Regions from separate parts of the Ovis aries genome. Here region 1 is linked to region 2. A link is a contact called in public Hi-C data. All regions are on one chromosome and are shown on one strand. Each heading gives the region's core, a stretch centred on a gene start, on an enhancer-like site or on the middle of the called end of the contact. The rest is flanking DNA. Distances are from core to core; before and after follow the strand shown.

Region 1 (5,935 bases), core at 458-2,957, 200 kb before region 2:
GTTGAACTCTGGGCTCATGACACGCAGCGATGAAAGTGCTGAGCCTTAACCACTGAGCGGCCAGCTAATTCCTGCAGTTCATTTTAGTCGCTCAGCTGTGTCCAACTCTTTGCCACCCCATGAACCGCAGCATGCCAGGTGTCTTCTTTATGAAGCAGAATGCTACGTTTGGCCTCTGGGTTCAGATAAAATGGAAACTCAAGTCCCTATTTTAATACTAACTAGATGTGTGATTGCCAACATCCGTTGGATTATCGAAAAAGCGAGAGTTCCAGAAAAACATCTATTTCTGCTGTACTGACTATGTCAAAGCCTTTGACTGTGTCAAAGCCTTTCAAAGCCTTTCACAATAAACTGTGGAAAATTCTGAAAGAGATGGGAATACCAGACCACCTGACCTGCTTCGTGAGAAATCTGTATGTAGGTCAGGAAGCAACAGTTAGAACTGGACATGGAACAACGGACTGATTCCAAATAGGAAAAGGAGTACGTTAAGGCTTTATATTGTCACCGTGCTTATTTAACTTATATGTAGAGTACATCATGAGAAACGCTGGGCTGGATGAAGCACAAGCTGGAATCAAGATTGCTGGGAGAAATAACAATAACCTTAGATATGCAGATGACACCACCCTTATGGCAGAATGTTAAGAACTAAAGAGCTTCTTGATGAAAATGAAAGAGGAGAGTGAAAAAGTTGGCTTAAAGCTCAACATTCATAAAACTAAGATCATGGCATCTGGTTCCATCACTTCATGGCAAATAGATGGGGAAACAGTAGAAACAGTGACTGACTTTATTTTTGGGGGGCTCCAAAATCACTGCAGATGGTGACTGCAGCCATGAAATTAAAGGATGCTTGTTCCTTGGAAGAAAAGTTATGACCAACCTAGACAGCATATTAAAAAGCAAAGACATTACTTTGCCAACAAAGGTCCATCTAGTCAAGGCTATGGTTTTTCCAGTAGTCATGTATGGACGTGAGAGTTGGAGTATAAAGAAAACTGATCGCCGAAGACTTGATGCTTTTGAACTGTGGTGTTGCAGAAGGCTCTTGAGAGTCCCTTGGACTGCAAGGAGACCCAACCAGCCCATCGTAAAGGAAATTCGTCCTAAATATTCATTGGAAGGACTGATGAAGCTGAAGCTCCAAAACTTTGTCCACCTGATGCGAAGAACTGACTCATTTGAAAAGATCCTGATGCTGGGAGGGATTGGGGGCAGGAGGAGAAGGGGATGACAGAGGATGAGATGGTTGGATGGCCTCATTGACTCCATGCACATGAGTTTGAGTAAACTCCAGGAGTTGGTGATGGACAGAGAGGCCATGGGGTCGCAAAGAGTCGGACACGACTGAGCGACTGAACTGAAATCTCAGAAATGGAAGTCGGAAAATTGACAATAAACAAAAACAGATTTGCCTAATCACAGTCTGAACCTGTAGCGTTCACTAACGTTTCCGAAGACTCTGGGGCCTGCCGATGAGGGTGTTCTGTCGGCTGACCAAGAAACCGCCGGGGAACAGGGCAAGCCAGCTGAGTGACGCAGCTCTCTCCCAAGCCGTCTCCCAGGGTAACTGGGAGAAGGCGTGGCCTGGACATCGGCCCCGCCCTCCTCCCTTCTCCAACTCGAATAACGATTGGTCTGCAGGCGCGGCGGGGGTGGGGTGGGGGCGGAACCAGGACTCCCAGCCTTGGCTGGGGGTCAGACCGCCATTTTGGTTTGTGTGGCTTTCCGGGACGTTCCGCGTGCCTTCTCGTTTCCGGGCGGTTCTGCACGTCAGAGGCCCCCGGGGCCCGCGTCCGAGCGTCAGGTTGGAGCCGGGAAGCGCCCCTGGGGGTAGCGGCGGCGGGGGCAGGATGAGCGCGGAGGCGGCGGACCGGGAGGCGGCCACCTCCAGCCGGCCCTGCACCCCGCCGCAGACCTCCTGGTTCGAGTTTCTGCTGCAGGAGTCGCTGTTGGAGAAACACCTGCGCAAGCCCTGCCCGGGTAAGCGCGGTCCCTGCGGCCCGAGGACTGCCCTCGGGGCTCCCGGAGCCCCGCGCCTTCCTCTGCCGCGACCCAACGACCCGGGGAGGCGGGCCTCGGGGCCGAGCTGTGGCGCCGCCCGGTCTCTGACTGGGCATCAAAACTGCCCGCGCGGGGCGCCGCTCCGGGAGGCCTAAGAAAAGCGGGAAACAGAGGCCCTCCCGCGCCCGCCACCTTTTCGTGTTTGCCGTCTTGTCGCCTCTCAGGTGACCGTAACTCGGGTTGGGGCCTCAGCCCTCCCCTGGGGAGTTTGGGCGGGGGGTGCGGTCTGCGGAGACATCGGCTGTTCAGAGGCTGGTCCTGACGTTGAATAACTATGTTAGGTCCCTATTTTAACTGTTTTATTCCTGAACGAACGGATTCTGCTGACTCAGTTATTCCAAAGTTGGGCTGTAAATCAAAGCGAAAACTTCTGAAAGCAGAAAATGCTGTCACAGTTGCAAGATGGTTATTGTATAATGATGTTCATGATTGATACCGCAGTTCAGGAGTGCTGTTTAGGGATGGTGGGAAATAACAGGTCTTTCTGGAAAGAGGTGATGGCTGAAAAGGTAAGTTCCTTGGGTGATAAATTGCTGACAAGAGTTCGAATCCAGATGTGTCTTGTTAAGTCTAATCCACTGGCCCGAACTGGTGGAGACTCCTGTGCGAGAAGTTGGTGTACTTCACGTGGGCGGTTTTACCACTATGTTGTATTAACGTGCTTTTAATTCAGTGCTTTTGATGAACGTTTGTTGAGTGTTTCTGGGTGCCAGGCTCTGTGCTTCGTAGCTGCATTCTCGTTTAATTCCGTCTTCATGATAATCCTGTGAGGTAGGTGATCCTCTATTTTGCATTGACAGGAACAGGTGCAGAGAGGTAACTTGATGCAAGTCCCACTAATTAAGCGTTAAAGCAGTGATTTTAAACATGGTATTTCTTTCCCCTAATTGACAATTGTTGTTTGCTGCACTGAAATCTGTAACCATTATGTTCTGTGGTCTAAAGTGCTTTTGTCTGCAAAAATCTGTTATCTTTCCTTCGTACATCCTTCCTGATCTTTCGTTTTAATAGCCAGGCACACTTCTTGGGAATTATAATCCTTAGTCATTGTAACTGCACAACTGTTTGGGTCCCCTTTTTTATCCCTTAACTTTCAAAAATGAAGAATAGTTGATTTGTAATGTTTTAGGTGTACAGTGCAGTGATTCAGTTATATGTAGACACCTGTTCCTTTTGAGATTGTTTTCCATTGTTTATGGGCTTATTTGCTCAGTCATGTCCGATTCTTGCGACCCCATGAACTATAGCCTACCAGGCTCCTCTGTCCATGGGATTCTCCAGGCAAGAATACTGGAGTGGGTTGTCACAGGTTATTAAAATAACCTATTGGAGTATAGTTCAATATCGAGTATAGTTCCCTGTGCTATGTAGTTTTGATATATTAATATTGAATATAGTTTCCTGTGCTATATAGTAGGTCCTTGTTGTCTGCCTTATGTATATTTGTGTGTATCTGTTAGTCCCAAGTTCCTGATTTATGCCTGCCCCCCAGCCCCTTTGGTAACCATAAATTTGTTTTCTTTCTGACTCATTTCTATTTTGCAAGTAAGTTCATTTGTATTTTTTTTTTTGATTCCACATAAAAGTGATGTCATATGACATTTGTGTTTTACTGACTTTACTTAGTATGATGATCTCTAGATCCATCCACGTTGCTGCAAATGGTATAATCTCATTCATTTTTATGGCCAAGTATTATTTCACTGTGTATATGTACTGCGCATTCTTTATCCATTCATCTGCCAGTGGACATTAGGTTCCTTCAGTGTATTGGTTATTGTAAGTAGTACCACTGTGAACACTGGTGTGATGTATCTTTTCAAATTAGAGTTTTCATCTTTTCTGGACATATGCCCAGGAGTGAGATTGCTGGATATTAATTAAAGTTATTTTCTATTAAAAGTTATTTCCATTCCAATAATTATTAAAAAATTAATTAATTTTTTAAACTAACCTCTATTTTTTTCATATTTGTAGACTTTTAGACGGTGGCCATTCTCACCATTGTGAGTTGATTGATTCCTCTGTGTAGTTTGATTTGTCTTTCTCAAATAGTGATACAGAGTATCTTTTCAAGTGCCTGTTGGCCTATTTGGATTCCTTTTGTGGCCAGAAAACAATAGGGTGAATCCTTTTGCATCTTTGTAATTAGACCTTAAGTTCAAGAATTGCTTTCTTTTAAATCCTAGATCCTGCACCAGTTCAGCTTATAGTCCAGTTTTTGGAACAGGCTTCCAAACCTTCAGTTAATGAGCAAAACCAAGTTCAACCTCCACCTGATAACAAGAGAAATCGTGTTTTAAAGCTACTTGCTCTTAAAGTTGCTGCACATTTGAAATGGGACTTAGACATATTAGAGAAAAGGTATACAAGATTTAAATGAATTTTAAAAAAAGATTTAAATGAATTTATTTTGAGAACTGTTAAGATATTTTGGTTTATTTCAGTATGTGTTCTTGTAATATGGGTCTTTAAAGTGAAAACTATTTTTCTATGAATTCTTGGTAAAATATAGAAGTATTTTTCAAACAGTATAAGAAAATATTTGACTGTTGAATGAATTTAAATCACCTTTTAAAGTATAAACTTGGTGTTACCAATAATGAGCCCATTTGTTATTATTCTTATTTTTTTGACGTGATAAGTAGAGAAAATCCACGCCTAAACAGTTTTAAATCTTCATTTTACTTTTACATATCTGAAGAAAATAAAAATTAGTGAATCGTATGTACTATTATGGTACATATTATCTTTGTTGAATAATTCATTTAATTTTACCAGTCATAAATCAGTCACTGTCTCTTAAACTTTTAAACTATCTTACTAGAATCAGTGGTTATTTGTTTATAAATAAATATTTCAAGTGCATTGTTATATAATGATTTGTTTTTACCCCCTTCTCACAATTTATAGAGAAATACTTTATAGAATATTTGGAGAAATTCAGAAAATAAGAAATAATAGGGGAGGGGAAAGAAGTGTTTTTAACATTTTTGTGTAATTTTTGTTGTTTTCCTCCGTATATTTTTAAACAAAGTTGTGAACATACCTGTATACTGTTTTGATTTTTGGTTATTTCATATAGCAGGATATCATGAGCATTTCCCCAGTTTGGTTTTTGGAGATTATCCATTGTATAGATAATTTATTAATTGTTCCTCTATTGACAGTTTTTTAGTTTTTCTCTAGTTTTTCACTTTTATGAATCATAGAGCTTTAAAATGTCTTTGTCCATAAGCTTTATATGAATTTCGAGTTGCGTCTTTAGTATAGATTGTTAAATTGCCAGGTCAAGTGGTGTAAACATTGTTAAAGCTCATTATGCATATACTGGATTGATTTCCAGAGAGTTATCGTTTATACTCGCACTAGTAGTATTTGAACACTTTTTTCACCATATATTTTCCAGCATTATTAGGATTAAAAAAGTTTGTTCTTTAAGGAGGAGCTTATCTGTTAATAGACTCAAGGCTTATCACCAGACAGCAATGTGTGCAAAACAGTATGATGTGTATGATAGAGTTGGAAAATTGAGCACTTGACTGGATATTTAATGATAAACAATAATTTATTAGGTGTGAAATTTATACTGTCATTATGTTAGTCAGTAATTTTTCGGAGATATGTTCTGAAATACTTGGGAAGAAATGATTTACTATTGGGAATTTGCTTTACAGTAATATGGAAAGGAGGGAAGTGTGTGAGAGTAGAGATGAAACAAGATTGGCCATCAGTTGCTAGTTGTTGAAGCTGGATGATGGGCACATTGGTGTGTATTATATTATTCTGTGTACTTTTGTATTTATTTAAATTGTTTTCGTAAGAAAAGCTTAAAAGTTCTTTTGGTAAATTTTCATTTACGTTG
Region 2 (5,554 bases), core at 1,463-3,962:
TCTTAATTCTCATACAGATATAAAATCAACACATGTTAAAAATTTCAGGACTTCTCTGGTTGTCCAGTGGTTAAGAATCTGCCTGCCAATGTAGGGGACACTGGTTTGAATCCTGGTTGGGGAAGATTCCCCATGCCTTGGGGCAACTAAGCCTATATGCTGCAACTACTGAAGCCCTGCACACCATAGGGCCCACACTCTGGACAAGATAAGCCACCACAGTGAGACGCCCAGGCGTATCAACTAGACAATAGTCCCAACTCCCTGCAACTAGAGAAAGCCTGCATGCAGCAACAGTGACCCAGCATAGCCAAAAATTAAAAAAATAATAATAAAAATTTAAAAACTTCATTAATTTGTGGGGGAACCAGTAAGATCTTACAACCAATTCAAAGAAGTATTCAAACTACTAGACATATATAGGCAGTCAGGAAGCTTAAGTCAATCTGTTTAATAGATTAGAAATGGGTAAAATCAGACAATAACCACAGAATACTAATCGACTCAATCTCCTACGGATATAATCTGCATAAGTCACAGACAAGAATTATTTGCATTCTCAATATTCTACCACTTACAGAATTATGAAACAGTTCAAAGACAGTGAAAAGCACAAAGAACCCATAAAATCAGGCAACATGGACAGTGTCTAACTTTCCATTAAGACACCCAGAAATCTTTTTGGTCCTTTTAAAGTCTTTCTTAATGTTTTCCCTACATAGATGACTTGTTTTGAGTGCTATTAATGGGCCAGGCATTGCCCTGGATGCCTTAAAGGTATTAATTTATTTAATTCTCACAAGAACTTTGGCTTCTATTACTATTACCATTTCACAGTGGAGGAATCTGAAGCACAAGAAAAGGTCACTCAAAGTCACAGAGATAATAGGAAGTAGAACCAGGACCTGATTCCAGGTTTTGGTGTCATGGACATGAATATAGGAAGAAAAAAGAATTGATAGGACCTGACCAGTTAGATTACATTACTTATACAAGGAAGAGTAGGTAATGATGATTCCAAAGTGTTTCCCTTGGTTGTGAGAAGGTGCACCCTGTCCAGACAAAAAGACTTACGAGTTGAGATTGAAAAGTCCAGCTAGGCAGGAGACCAGAACTGCAGGTGGACATAAGTGATTTTTTTTTTTTTTTCCTATTGAGTAGGTTTAAACTTAGTGCTGACTTCCCTGGTGGCTCAGACAGTAAAGCGTCTGTCTACAATGCGGGAGACTCAGGTTCCATCCCTGGGTTGGGAAGATCCCCTGGAGAAGGAAATGGCAGTTCACTGCAGGACTATTGCCTGGAAAATCCCATGGACAGAGGAGCCTGGTAGGCTACAGTCCATGGGGTTGCAAAGAGTCGGACATGACTGAGCTACTTCACCTCACTTCAAACTTAGTGCTAAAGGACAGAAGCCCAAAGAGAAAAGAGAACATTATGAGGGAGGGACTGAGATCCTGTATAGGCTGAAGAGAGGTTTTACTCAGGGAGTAAAACCAAAGCAGAGTGAATTGGCTGGAGTTCTTGGGTCCACAAAACCAGAACTCTCCCTTGGGTTTAAGGAGAAACATTAAGCTGGAGTCACAAACGCTTGGGTTGAGGCTGAAAGGTAAACAGAGGCTATTTATTGTCATGGAAGAGCTGTATCCAACACTCAGCAAAGTTTGTCAGTCAGTGAAGGATCATAATCAGAAGCACATTTTAGAAAGAACTAGTGTGGCTCCTTGGAAGAAAAGCTATGACCAACCTAGACAGCATGTTAAAAAGCAGAGACATTACTTTGCTGACAAAGGTCTGTCTAATCAAAGCTGTGGTTTTCCAGTGGTCATGTATGGATGCGAGAGTTGAACCCTAAAGAAAGCTAAGTGCTCAAGAACTGATGCTTTGGAACTGTGGTGTTGAAGAAGACTCCTGAGAGTCCCTTGGACTGAAAAGAGATCCAACCAGTCAATCCTAAAGGAAATCAGTCCTGAATATTCATTGGAAGGACTGATGCTGAAACCGAAGCTCCAATACTTTAGCCATCTGATGCGAAGAGAGGACTCATTGGAAAAGACCCTGAGGTTGGGGAAGAATTAGGGCAGGAGGAGAAGAGGATGACAGAGGATGAGATGGTTGGATGGCATCACAGTCTCAATGGACACGAGTCTGAACAAGCCCCGGGGAGATGGTGATGGACAGGGAGGCCTGGCGTGCTGCAGTCTATGGGGTCGCAAAGAGTCGGACACTAACTGAGCGACTGAACTAAACTGAAGAGTGTGGCGGCAGCAGGAAACGTCCGGTCAAACCTGGACGCAGGAGGTGTTATTTGGATCCAGATGTAAGCAGCTTGGACCAGCTTGCCGGTCTCGGGTCCTGGCAACTAGACTCAACCGTAACATTTGACCGGTCTGCGGAGGCTCACATGCCAGGTGAATAATTGTTTAAAAGTTATAAATCAAGCTAGTAAACTGTCAAATTATTCTCCATTCTCCTATCTCGATAAACACATCTTCAGGAGGGCCTGGAAGGGAAGGGGAGAGCCTGGGCGGAATCCCTGGGACTCAGGCGGGGCTTTCTGTGAGGAGCGCGGCAGAGGACCACAGCGGCGGACCACAGCGACACCTGGCTTCTCCGAGCGGCGTCCAGGGGTCGCCTTCCCGCCGCCGCGCCGTGCGCGGCTTGACCTGCCGGGGGTGTGGCCGAGCGTAGCCGTGCGCCGAGAACGCGGGGTCGAAGGGCACGCGGCGTCGGTGTCATGGCGGCCTCCACTTTGGGCTCCGCATGGGGACCGCTGCGGCTCGGCGTCCCCGGCTTTTGTCGCCGCCGACCACCCCGGGGCCTGTGGGCGCGCGCACGGCGGCTTTCGGAGCCCGTGGCGTCCGGGAGGAGCGTGGCCGCGGGTAGTGGACTTGGCGCTTCGGGAACTGACCGCTATTGCTTGGAGCTGCTGCGGTGAGAGAGCCCGGCCTGCCCCGAGGTCGGGGAGCAAGGCCGGAAGGGACCCTGGTGGGCGCGGCGGGCCTCGGGGCCGACCTGCCCCTTGGCATTCCAACGCGTGTGCCCTGGGGCCAGTCCGGGTGTGGGGTGGGAGTGAAGCCACAGGAGCTTTCACATCGCTCCCAAAATTGTGGCAAAATTCCTTCGTCTGTCATGTTGCTTGAGTCTTAACGTTAAGCTTTTTACATGACTGAAGGTGAAGGTGAAGGTGAAGGTGAACTCGCTCAGTCGTGTCCGACTCTTTGCGACCCCATGGACTGTAGCCTACCAGGCTCCTCCGTCGATGGGATTCTCCAGGCAAGAATACTGGAGTAGGTTGCCATTTCCTTCTCCAGGAGATCTTCCTGACCCAGGAATTGAACCCGGGTCTTCCGCATTGTAGGCAGACGCTTTATCGTCTGAAGTCCATTTTATATGAGTAGTTGCTTATAAATATGAAAGATGACTAGTAATTAATTTTAAGTAAGCAGTGGCTAACTTTGAGTTCAGCAAAGGAGAAAAGGAAAGATATAAGCATCTGAATGCAGAGTTCCAAAGAATAGCAAGAAGAGATAAGAAAGCCTTCTTCAGCGATCAATGCAAAGAAATAGAGGAAAACAATAGAATGGGAAAGACTAGAGATCTCTTCAAGAAAATTAGAGATACCAAGGGAACATTTCATGCAAAGATGGGCTCGATTAAGGACAGAAATGGTATGGACCTAACAGAAGCAGAAGATATTAAGAAGAGGTGGCAAGAACACACGGAAGAACTGTACAAAAAAGATCTTCAAGACCCATATAATCATGATGATGTGATCACTAATCTAGAGCCAGACAGCTTGGAATGTGAAGTCAAGTGGGCCTTAGAAAGCATCACTAGGAACAAAGCTAGTGGAGGTGATGGAATTCCAGTTGAGCTATTTCAAATCCTGAAAGATGATGCTGTCAAAGTGCTGCACTCAATATGCCAGCAAATTTGGAAAACTCAGCAGTGTTTTCCAAGGACTGGAGGAGGTCGGTTTTCATTCCGATTCCAAAGAAAGGCAGTGCCAAAGAATGCTCAAACTACTGCACAATTGCACTCATCTCACATGCTAGTGGAGTAATGCTCAAAATTCTCCAAGCCAGGCTTCAGCAATACGTGAACCGTGAACTCCCTGATGTTCAACCTGGTTTTAGAAAAGGCAGAGGAACCAGAGATCAAATTGCCAACATCCGCTGGATCATGGACAAAGCAAGAGAGTTCCAGAAAAACATCTATTTCTGCTTTATTGACTATGCCAAAGCCTTTGACTGTGTGGATCACAATAAACTGTGGAAAATACTGAAAGAGATGGGAATACCGGACCACCTAACTTGCCTCTTGAGAAATCCGTATGCAGGCCAGGAAGCAACAGTTAGAACTGGACATGGAACAACAGACTGGTTCCAAGTAGGAAAAGGAGTACGTCAAGGCTGTATATTGTCACCCTGCTTATTTACCTTATATGCAGAGTACATCATGAGAAACGCTGGACTGGAAGAAACACAAGCTGGAATCAAGATTGCTGGGAGAAATATCAATAACCTCAGATTTGCAGATGACACCACCCTTATGGCAGAAAGTGAAGAGGAACTCAAAAGCCTCTTGATGAAAGTAAAAGAGGAGAGTGAAAAAGTTGGCTCAAAGCTCAACATTCAGAAAACGAAGATCATGGCATCTGGTCCCATCACTTCATGGGAAATAGATGGGGAAACAGTAGAAACAGTGTCAGACTTTATTTTTTTGGGCTCCAAAATCGCTGCAGGTGGTGACTGCAGCCATGAAATTAAAAGACACTTACTCCTTGGAAGAAAAGTTATGACCAACCTAGATAGCATATTCAAAAGCAGAGACATTACTTTGCCGACTAAGGTCCATCTCGTCAAGGCTATGGTTTTTCCTGTGGTCATGTATGGATGTGAGAGTTGGACTGTGAAGAAAGCTGAATGCTGAAGAATTGATGCTTTTGAACTGTGGTGTTGGAGAAGACTCTTGAGAGTCCCTTGGACTGCAAGGAGATCCAACCAGTCCATTCTGAAGGAGATTAGCCCTGGGATTTCTTTGGAAGGAATGATGCTTAAGCTGAAGCTCCAGTACTTTGGCCACCTCATATGAAGAGTTGACTCATTGGAAATGATGCTGGGAGGGATTGGGGGCAGGAGGAGAAGGGGACGACTGAGGATAAGATGGCTGGATGGCATCATGTACTCGATGGATGTGAGTCTGAGTGAACTCCGGGAGTTGGTGATGGACAGGGAGGCCTGGTGTGCTGCGATTCATGGGGTCGCAAAGAGTCGGACACGACTGTGCGACTGAACTGAACTGAACTTTGAGTTCTTTCTGTGTGTCAGTCAGGCATTATGCAAAGTATTAGTTTACAAGTAATTTATGTAATCTTTGTCACAAAGTATGACGGACAGTTGTGCATTCCAAGTTTTATGAATTAAAGCACTTAGAACAATGTCTGGTACAAAGCAGGGGCACAGTGAGTACAGTATAAACTGTATTATCTTATCTAGCAGATATGGAAACAAAGATTTAGAGAGAATTCAGGGGATTTACCCGAGTTCAGTGG

The links. Hi-C and Micro-C count contacts between places; a contact is called where the count stands out from the background.
Region 1: a Hi-C map of tail adipose tissue shows a contact between it and region 2, with 2.8 times the contacts expected there. The contact joins the promoter of INTS8 here to the promoter of NDUFAF6 in region 2. A contact is called at or near these places in 8 of 16 Hi-C or Micro-C datasets (blood, hypothalamus, muscle and 4 more).

What each region holds. Positions count from the first base shown.
Region 1 is chr9:82,432,589-82,438,523 of ARS-UI_Ramb_v3.0, reverse strand. INTS8 (integrator complex subunit 8) reads left to right here and starts at 1,707. Exons shown (of 26, transcript XM_042254462.1): 1 at 1,707-1,989; 2 at 4,260-4,434. The coding sequence starts at 1,860.
Region 2 is chr9:82,232,376-82,237,929 of ARS-UI_Ramb_v3.0, reverse strand. NDUFAF6 (NADH:ubiquinone oxidoreductase complex assembly factor 6) reads left to right here and starts at 2,712. Exons shown (of 10, transcript XM_060393497.1): 1 at 2,712-2,931. The coding sequence starts at 2,735.